2 separate regions of the Mus musculus genome follow, and region 2 is linked to region 1. A link is a contact called in public ChIA-PET data. All regions are on one chromosome and are shown on one strand. Each heading gives the region's core, a stretch centred on a gene start, on an enhancer-like site or on the middle of the called end of the contact. The rest is flanking DNA. Distances are from core to core; before and after follow the strand shown. Region 1 has its middle 66 kb from the start of Gm33782. Region 2 has its middle 78 kb from the start of Gm46240.

Evidence for each region. ChIA-PET counts read pairs in DNA pulled down with a chosen protein or histone mark.
Region 2: an RNA polymerase II ChIA-PET map of memory CD8 T cells shows a contact between it and region 1, with 49 read pairs. The contact joins two enhancer-like sites. A contact is called at or near these places in 1 of 484 Hi-C or Micro-C datasets (CD4 T cells) and 2 of 115 datasets of contacts at active chromatin or transcription factors (memory CD8 T cells and thymic regulatory T cells).

Annotation. Positions count from the first base shown.
Region 1 is chr10:96,372,327-96,377,018 of GRCm38.p6, forward strand. No RefSeq gene overlaps it. Among named protein-coding and RNA genes, the nearest start is that of Gm33782, 66 kb to the left of the region's middle. Within about 2 kb of position 2,100, at least 141 of the 459 cell types and tissues checked have an H3K27ac peak or open chromatin away from gene starts, as enhancers often do. A contact at or near this core is called in memory CD8 T cells, where this site is marked.
Region 2 is chr10:96,820,559-96,825,250 of GRCm38.p6, forward strand. No RefSeq gene overlaps it. Among named protein-coding and RNA genes, the nearest start is that of Gm46240, 78 kb to the right of the region's middle. Within about 2 kb of position 1,958, at least 60 of the 459 cell types and tissues checked have an H3K27ac peak or open chromatin away from gene starts, as enhancers often do. A contact at or near this core is called in memory CD8 T cells, where this site is marked.

The DNA.
Region 1 (4,692 bases), core at 850-3,349:
TGCAAAATCCTTCTTGGAGACAGATGGTCTCGGATATTCTGTGGATCAATCCACGTTTTTAATTTTAGTGTAATGATGATATAAAAAACTATACAAGGAAGCTATACCTTGCATTCTGGTCTGTCCGCAGTCTACCATTATGTGGCACAATGCTCTCTCTCAGGATGCTAGGTAGCACCAAGTTGCAGCAGCTGTCAGCCAGACGTGCGCTCGTGAAAGGTAACATTGCTCTTTTGCAATAGACACAAGTTATTAAGCTATTGTATTTGGTAGCGCAGGCTTGAGATGTTTCCAGCCTACAGTGGACTATGGGGATAGAGGAAAAACTCCCAAGAATGTTGCATCTGACATGGTATTTTTTCAAGGAAAGGGCGTCAGGAAGAGAACATACCATTAACTCCTAATAAGGGCAAAGGAAAAATGGACTCAAGGGGAGAGGGTTTAAATTTATGGAGTGTTGACTTTATGGTAGACACTTGATGTAACACTTGGCTAACTTTATTTTCTCAGTTTCTCCCAACAATCCAGTGGGGGTATCAACATTCCTCGCACCTATCACCACCGCTAAAACTCAAAGAGCAGCTCTTTGTCTCGGCTTTAACAGCTGCTGAGTGAGAGAGCCGAGGCTTACACTCTTGTCTAAGTTGTTTAGAGTACGCTGGGCAGTCTCAGCGTATTCCTAATGACCCGAGCTCCCTCTGAGCCCTGTGAAGTGAAGAGGAATAAGATGTATGGTCCGTACTCAACACCTACAGTTCTAGTCAGGAGACAGATCAAGAGAATGCCTTGGTAGGCACAAGAAAGGGTACAGAAGCCCACAAAAGCCATGAATCACAGAGGCCTCCAGGGGTAGAGGAATCCTAGAGGAGGATAGGCTAGAGAGAGGCTTGGAAGAAAGCTCAGGCTTTAGAAACACAGAGGGTCCATTTACTCTTCCAGAAGGGACTGTGTCAAACTGAGAATGCCTACGAGGAGGTCAGAGAGCGCAGTGAGCAGCTACCACTGTGTTGTCTATGTTAGCACAGGGGGAGTCCTCTGACACCCTTGTGCCTCACAGTATGGCCTAAGCTCTGATATCCGTAACCACTCCTCCCCCAGAGACTGTTAGAAATGCAGAATTCGGTGCCTGGCATCAGAAGCACTCAAACAGAATCTGCAAGATCTCCGTGAACATTTGAGAATCGCTAGGCTCAGTCTTTCCAGAGTCCTTCTTTTCGATGCATCACAAAGACTGAGCAGAATCCACAGGCCCTTTTCTCTGCCCTTTGCCCCACCCCTACCCCTTCTGCAGAAGCCTCCTTGTCTATCAGGGCCTGAGAGACGCTTCCTCTTAACTGCTCTACCTAAAACCCAGCATCCTCTTCCTGTCGCTTGAATGCCATGCTCTTCTTGGCCTCCCTCAGGGCCACTGATCTGTGAATGTCTGCCTTTGAGAATGCGAAGCAAAGCTATTGGGCACTCAGATAACTACAAAACAGGGTGACCTCTGACAGGAGCTAGTCTCAAGCAACTGGCCTGTGTATGTCGTGGTGAGCCTGAAAGAATACTGTACATCAGCATTGCTTGTGCTCCACAGGGCCTGTGAAAGGGCAGCACAGCCCTCACCTTGGAATAGGAACACCCCAGGCTTAGAGAAGTATCCCCAAACCTGGAGTGGGGCCTGCTGGCTCATCTGGCTATTTGGTTCAGACTTCTGATTCACAGCCACCATCCAAGAAGATTCCAGGTTCAGTAGAATTCAGGGAAAGAGACCCTGTGGCTGGGTGTGGCGTCATTCTTCTGTAATTCCAACATGTGGGATGCTGAGGTAAGATGACAGTGAGTTTGAGGCCACCACAGACTCCAGTTTGAGCTCCTGTTCTCCACACATATAGGAAACATTGTGCACCAACTCCGAAATGTGCTCTGGCTTCAGTCATGACACATGTTTTGAACTTGTGACTCCCAATCACATAACACAACACAATAAAGCAAGAAAGACGACGACAACAACAACAACAAATTGAACAAACTGAACTGACAGCTCTTCTTAGAGCCTTCAGAGAATTGAGGTCACAGACTGCTGCCGACAAGCAAGAGCGGCAGGCCCATGAGTGTGGAGAACGTCAGTTCACCAAAAGCAGAAGTGTGGAAACAGAAACCACTACCACCCACCAACAAATTGCTATTGTTCCCGTCTGCTCAAGCCTGAGAATTGGATATCTTAGAGGGTCTAAACAAAGGAACTTTCCTGAGTTTTACTGATATTAGACTCCTACTGTGAAAAAACAAAAGTAAAATACTGTATTGCTTCCCCACGGGGTAGGGACATCGTCATTTTAAAATATACCTGAAGTTCTGGGTTCTCCTTGCTAAGACTTAACCTTCAGGACACTGGTGCAGCAGAGCCTGACTCATGGGGTTTTACCAGGGGCTTAACTGATCTGGGAAGGGAAATACCCAACTTGGCCTCACTGAAACACGGAACTGATCCGGGACTGTTAAATTGTCTCTTCCTTCTACCAACAGGTCAACAGCCCTCCCAAGAACACAGAGAGAGCAGCAGAAAAAACCTGCAGGCCTCAAGCCGGTTCAGGAGTCTTTAGGCTGACCCAAAGATAACAGAGGTGGCACAAAGGACATGGGAAGTTCCATCTCTTTCACACATCTAAGCCTCCAGAAATGATAGCCAGATAAACACAAAGGGACACTAAACTCAGATGCCTCTACAGTGAAGCTCTTCGTGTACCCAAGTAGTAGTCTGCTCACATGGAATGTTCTAGCACCTCTACTTAGTATAAAGGACTAAGGGAAACAGCCACATGGTTTGGCATTAAGAGAAGAAATAAAGTCACTTTACAAAGCCCTGACAGTTGTCCTTTAGCCACAAGCAAGTATTTATCCTGAGGTCCTCCGGCCCTGTGAAATCCACAACAGCTGAGACATCCCTCGTGGTTCACGCCTATAATCCCATTACTTGGAAGGCTGAGTCAAGGAGCTAGCCTTGAACTTCAGGCCAGCCTGGGCTACAGAGAATGACCCTAACTAAGAAATAAAAACACACAGGAATTGTACTTTAGAGCCTTAGGAGATTATATGTTTCAAGTCATCAAGCTGTCAATGAAGGCTTTATGGTTTATTGTGATAAGAAGTTCAGTTAATTAGTAAGTATTTTAGATGATGTTCTCTTGGTGAGTCTTGTTTTTTTTTTTTTAATTAGCTATTTTCTTTATTTACATTTCAAATGTTATTCCCTTTCCTAGTTTCCCCTCTGAAAACCCCCTATCCCTCCTCCCACCCCTGCTCACCAACCCACCCACTCCCTCTTCCTGGCCTTGGCAGTCCCCTACACTGGGGCATAGAACCTTCACAAGACCAAGGGCCTCTCCTCCCATTGATGACCGACTAGGCCATCCTCTGCTACATATGCAGCTAGGGCCATGAGTCCCACCATGTGTTTTCTTTGATTGGTGATTTATACCCAGGGAGCTCTGGAGATACTGGTTCATATTGTTGTTCCTCCTATGGGGCTGCAAACCCCTTCAGTTCCTTGGGTACTTTCTCTAGCTCCTTCATTGGGGACCCTGTGCTCAGTCCAATGGATGGCTGTGAGCAACCACTTCTGTATTTATGAGGCACTAGCAGAGCCTCTCAGGAGACAGCTACATCAGGCTTCTGTCAGCAAGCTCCTGTTGGCATCCACAGTAGTGTCTGGTTTGGGTGGTTGTTTATGGGATGGATCCTCAGGTGAGGCAGTTTCTTGATGGCCATTTTTTCAGTCTCTACTTCACACTTGTCTCTGTAAATCCTTCCATAGGTATTTTGTTCCCTCTTCTAAGAAGGACCAAAGTATCCACACTTTGGTCTTCCTTCCTCTTGAGTTTTGTGTGTGTGTGGGGTTTTTTTTGTTGTTGTTGTTGTTGTTGTTTGTTTGTTTTTGTGAATTGTATCTTCGGTATTCCAAGCTTCTGTGCTAATATCCACTTATCAGTGAGTGCATATCAAGTGTGTTCTTTTGCGATTGGGTTACCTCACTCAGGATGATATCCCCCAGATCCCATTTGCCTCCAAATTTCATAAATTCATTGTTTTTAATAGCTGCATAGTATTCCATTGTGTAAATGTATCACATTTTCTGTATCCATTCCTCTGTTCAGGGACATCTGGTTTTTGTCCAGCTTCTGGCTATTATAAATAAGGCTGCTATAAACATAGTCGAGCATGTATTCTTATTACATGTTGGAGCATCTTCTAGGTATATGCCCAGGAGTGGTATTGCTGGATCTTCTGGTAGTACTATGTTCAATTTTCTGAGGACCTGCCAAACTGATTTCCAGAGTGGTTGTATACCTTGGTGAATCTTACAGGTCAACCTGCCAACCAGTGTGTGGCTGTCACAGAACTCCTTTTCCTAAGGACTAAGGGTCTCAACCTTCTAGACATGATTCATGTATTCATTGTGTAGTTAAGAGGAAGTTGTACATCCTTTCTAGGGCTGTTTTCCTATTTATAAAAGAGGATCATTCTAGCTAGCTTCTTCCAGCTCCAGAGTTCTGATCAAATAAAGTAATAAAAAGCCCATCAATGTCATTAGTTAGGAACATTTGAAAAATCTACAATTTTATATAATGTAGTGTAAATGAGACATCACTGAAATTATATACAATCAAGATGTGATTTAAATGGCAGTCCTTAAAAATGAATATTTTAGTA
Region 2 (4,692 bases), core at 708-3,207, 450 kb after region 1:
CAAAGTCATCTCCTGCAGGAGGATCTAATTGAGGACTGTATGAGAGAACAAGGATTGCTGATGCAGACAATGCCAGCCAATTGGGAACTGCTGTTTAGAAAAGATGCTTTCTTGGGACCCATGGGCACAGGTGGAAGGTATTTATGGACCTTGCAACAGTGTTCAGACAAGCTTTCACCTGCTCCTGGAGTCTGTGTCTTTGATTCCAGGCTACCTCACCTCCAAGCCTCAAGGGCAGGTAGGGTCAGGCAACAAGTAGTCCAAGGTACAGACAGCAAGTGCCAAGAATGTTGAAGGATGCCCAAAGTTTTCCAGGTGTCAGTCACCAGATTTCACAAAGCAGCAAGACAGACAAACAATATGCAACCACACAGAAGAGAAGGGCCAATGCATATAAGAATAAATGTTATGCCTCACTGCCCGTCAAGACACACAATCTAGTGTGCTACCTACTCTTTACATAGGCAGAGATATAGGAAACCCATGTTATGGTTAGTTGTATGGGTGTAAGACCCACTGGGAGGGTGGCTGTGTTTGCACTAGGCCGAGCATTTCGAAACACTGCACAAAGCAAGTTTGAAGCTTCTCATCATCAAGAAATGACCAATGTTTGAGAAGATGCATTAAAACGGATCTAAACATCACACATCACACAATGTAGTCGCGGATTAATGCACAGTATGGAAACTCGTTCCCACATGCTTTTATATGTTGGATAAAATAAAAGTGAGAAAATTTTAAAGGAAGAAGAAACTGAATATATGCCACCAGCACATCTGGACTAGCACATCTGGACTAGCACATCTGGATGGTTAATATGACCTTAGAGGCAACCACTGGGCAAACCTCACTAGACGTTCTACAGGGCGTACACTGGCTTTGTTTATCGTAGCAGAACATATCAGACGCTATGACCTTTGGCTTGAACTAGAAGTAAGTCTTTACTCCGCCATGTGCTCCCCTTCCCTACATTTTATCCAACAGAATAGAATTGCCTAGATTACATTCTTATCCTCATTGGTCTGTACCAGCAACATTTGAGAGTCACTATTGCCCTGGCAATGTTCCTGGTTTTGCTCCAAGATTCCTTCCGCCTGTCCATCTTCTGCAGTGCCACCAGAGAATAGTATTTCATTAACCTAAATCATACGATGTAATTTTTCCTGCTTAAAACTGTCACATCAAGACTTTGAGTTATTATTATTGTTATTGTTATTGTTATTATTATTATTATTATTATTATTATTATTATTATTACAAGGCTTGGCTCCTGCCTACCTTCCCTTTTCTCCTGGTGTCTCAAGACTGACCTCTACCTTAAAAGCTAGTATTCCTAACTGGCATTTCCAGGACAGAGGAAACTGTCACTTCCAACTTTCTCTACTTGCAGCTTGCTTTGTCATCTTTAGGTCACAGACAGTTCATCTGACTAGTTGTCTCCAGCTAGGCCAAAGTCTCCTCATAAGTTGCAAAAGTTTTCAAATATTGTCATAAATTCCCATGTATCCAGGACACCAGAGTCTGGCCTCTGCTCTAGAAACTGCTTTACCCACATGGCTCTGTTCCAGAGACACCACTATTTTCTCCGTTTGGACATTTAGAACAAGCCCCAATTCTAAGCCTCTGCCTTGTGTTCATGGAACACCTCAAGCTAAATTTATATTTTCATGACTTTGCTTCCTTTTCTGGACTCTGTCTCGTCTCCAAATTGTCAGTGGTTTCTGCTCTTCTCATTTGAGTGGCCACATGATTATGGGAACTTCCAAGGTAGGAGAAGAGCTAGTTATTAAGATGAGGCCTGTAGAGTTGGGAACAACTTATTAGTAGCTGGGTGTGGCCCACGCAAACCTGGCTCAGAATCACAGCTCTTCAGCTTGAATTCACCCTGGGGAAGAGGCTCAGCTAGCAGCTCTTTAAAGAGCACAGGCTTCAGTGCCAGCTGTTTTCCTTGTAAAACAGCTGACCAGTTTTGCTCGGTGCAATCAGAGACTTGGGTTCCTTCCCACGAGGGAAAACCGTTGACCCATTTCAGTTAGTACTGCAGAAAAATTTCCATGGGCCCAAGAGAGGTTCTTGGGAAATAAGATAGGTATCCATTCATTGTATAAAGTGACAGGCAAGGCTTGTCATTTTTCACCATTGTAAGAAGTCAGAGGCAATAAACACATGCAGGAAATTGTGGTGGTATCTCCCCCCCACAATTGCTTCTGGAACTGTTTGTTTCTTTACAAGCTTGTTATTCACTAAGCAATCAATTTTAACTCCTCCTTTGCCCTAGTTCCTGGAAACCCCTAATCTTGCCATCTTTATAGATCTGCCTATTTTGAAAATTTCAAATACATTAAACTATACAACCTCCAACTTTTTGTGTCTGCTTCATTCATGTGAGGTATGAGTTCCAGTTGATTTGTCTGTGGCATGCACCTCCTTCATGCATTCCTTCCTTTTAGTAGTTGAATAATATTCTACTGTGTGGGCAGGCCACATTTTTTTTTTATATCCATTCATCTGTTGATGTGCATTAGGGTCATTTCCACCTGCAGGTTATTACCCTGAAAGTTGCTGTTATGGCTGTTTGTGCCCTAGGTTTTATTTGAACATCTGTTTCCAATGATTTTTGGTGTGACTAGGAGTGGAATTGGAGGGTCATATGGTTCGGGAAAAAAAAAAAGATCCTTGTTTAACTTTAGTGAGGGAACCATGAAACTTTGTTTTTTCTCTAGTGGTTCAACAATTTTACATTCTAACGAGTTACGAGGAAGGATGGGTTTGGGCAAATCCTAAGAACACCATACAAAGTGTTTATATCAATAAGTGACTCATTAAAGACATTTACATGATAAGGAAGAACATCAACTCAGATTCTTAAAGTGAGATAAAGTTATCCCTCCTTCTTGGTTGAACAGACCATGATGGCTAATTATGAGTCAGTTCTGGAAAGTTCCGAGAGCAGCGTGTCAGGGCATCTACACAGAAGATTATTGGTGTAAGGTTTTTGAAATAGCCACACGTCAGCTGTTCAGAAATACAGATTCGCACTGTCTATGGCTGAGTTCTGCTTGGCTCCAGTGACACTGTTTCTGCTGAGCTTGAAAACCTCTTAAACCTGTCATTGAAAGGTAATATGTTCTTTTCTGGCTTGAATCACAACAGGGAATTCAAACTTGTAGTTCCTTTTGGAGCCTAAAGTCATTTAAAGTCAAATCACCTATGAGGATAAGCAGGGAGCTGTTTCAGGTCTGAACCCCCTCAGCCTTCCCGGAAGTCATGCCATTGGAATGCACAAGCTTGGTCGTTATTACCTCTGGGTGGCGTTCGCCTTTGCTGTATCTGTACGGACTATATTAGCTAGGTCTTCTGGGATGTTTAAGTTTTCCAATGATGTTGACAGCCTTATCCATGCCCTGGTGATATCAGATATGGATTCTTGGAGCTTCCCTTTCTCAGATCCTTGGCTTCTTCCTATCCTCAGACCACTTAACATTGGTTCAAGTTACAAGTTCAGGGGATTCCATGGCATTTCTCAAACGTCTAAGGCCCTTAAGGGAGTTCACTGGTCTGGTGCAATACCACATACTAATCCTGTCTAGCCTAGAGTTTTAAGCTTTTGAAGCTTAAGTAAATGGGCAGGTAGGAGATCCCATTGACAGAAAGTCAAAAGTCACACTAGATTATGTGTTGGCAAGTCAAAAGGAAATCATTGTTCCTCCTAGAAAAGAAGAAGTTCAATGGAGACAACTTATACTGTGAACTTGATCATCAGTCTATGTGTTGTTAGTCTTCATCGTCAACTCGACAGGATTTGGAATCGCCACATACACCTCTGGGCATGATTTGGGATTTTTTTTTTTTTGAAGAGGTTTAATCAAAATGGAGAGCTCCAATTCTAATCGGAGCAGCAGCACCTTAGTCAGCTAGTATTATGGTCCTAAACGACTGGGCGCAACTCCTGCTTGGGTTTGATCTAAGACATTTCAGTGCTTGGCATCCATTGCATTGGTACTAGGAACATCCAGCTCTGTACAGTTAACAAGAGTATAGTTCCGGTGGAGAACTTCGAATGTCACGGTCACTTTGTGCTTCTTTGTCAATTGCTTAATCTTTAACCGGTGTAAATAAGACTCTTAAGCAGTTCTTAGAAAACTGTAAAATTCTCTACCACTGAGGACATGGCCTTGTCTTCGATTTGTAAAGCCTAGTTTTCTTCTCGGGTGTGTCCCTGTTCCTATCAGTGGTATATCTCATAACTTGGGGTCTGCTGGGGCAAATGGCTCAGATGGTAAGAACATCTGTACCATTAGCCTCCCCAGGTGCAGTGCTGCAAGAGAGGATAGCTGTTTCTTGCTCATCAGTCACTCACGTTTATAATCTACCATGTAATCTAGTTTGCCTCAGAAGTATTCAGATACAGCATGCCCCAGGAATGTGACATGGACTTGGAGAAAGCAGGTCTCTCAGTTGAGAGGAGTAACCCATCAGGATGATAGCCAAGGGCCATCAGTTAAGAGCAATCTTGGTGTCTGAGAATCATATTCTTCCATCCCCTATATTGATGCTCCCAGAGTATGAAAAAGTCCACTGTGATCTCCAAGCAATTCTACTTAGACAGGTTATTGATCTGTCAACAAAAGGCAGATATGGTGAAATAATACAAGAGATACATTGAAGGAAACCATTTCCTAGGGACTTGCC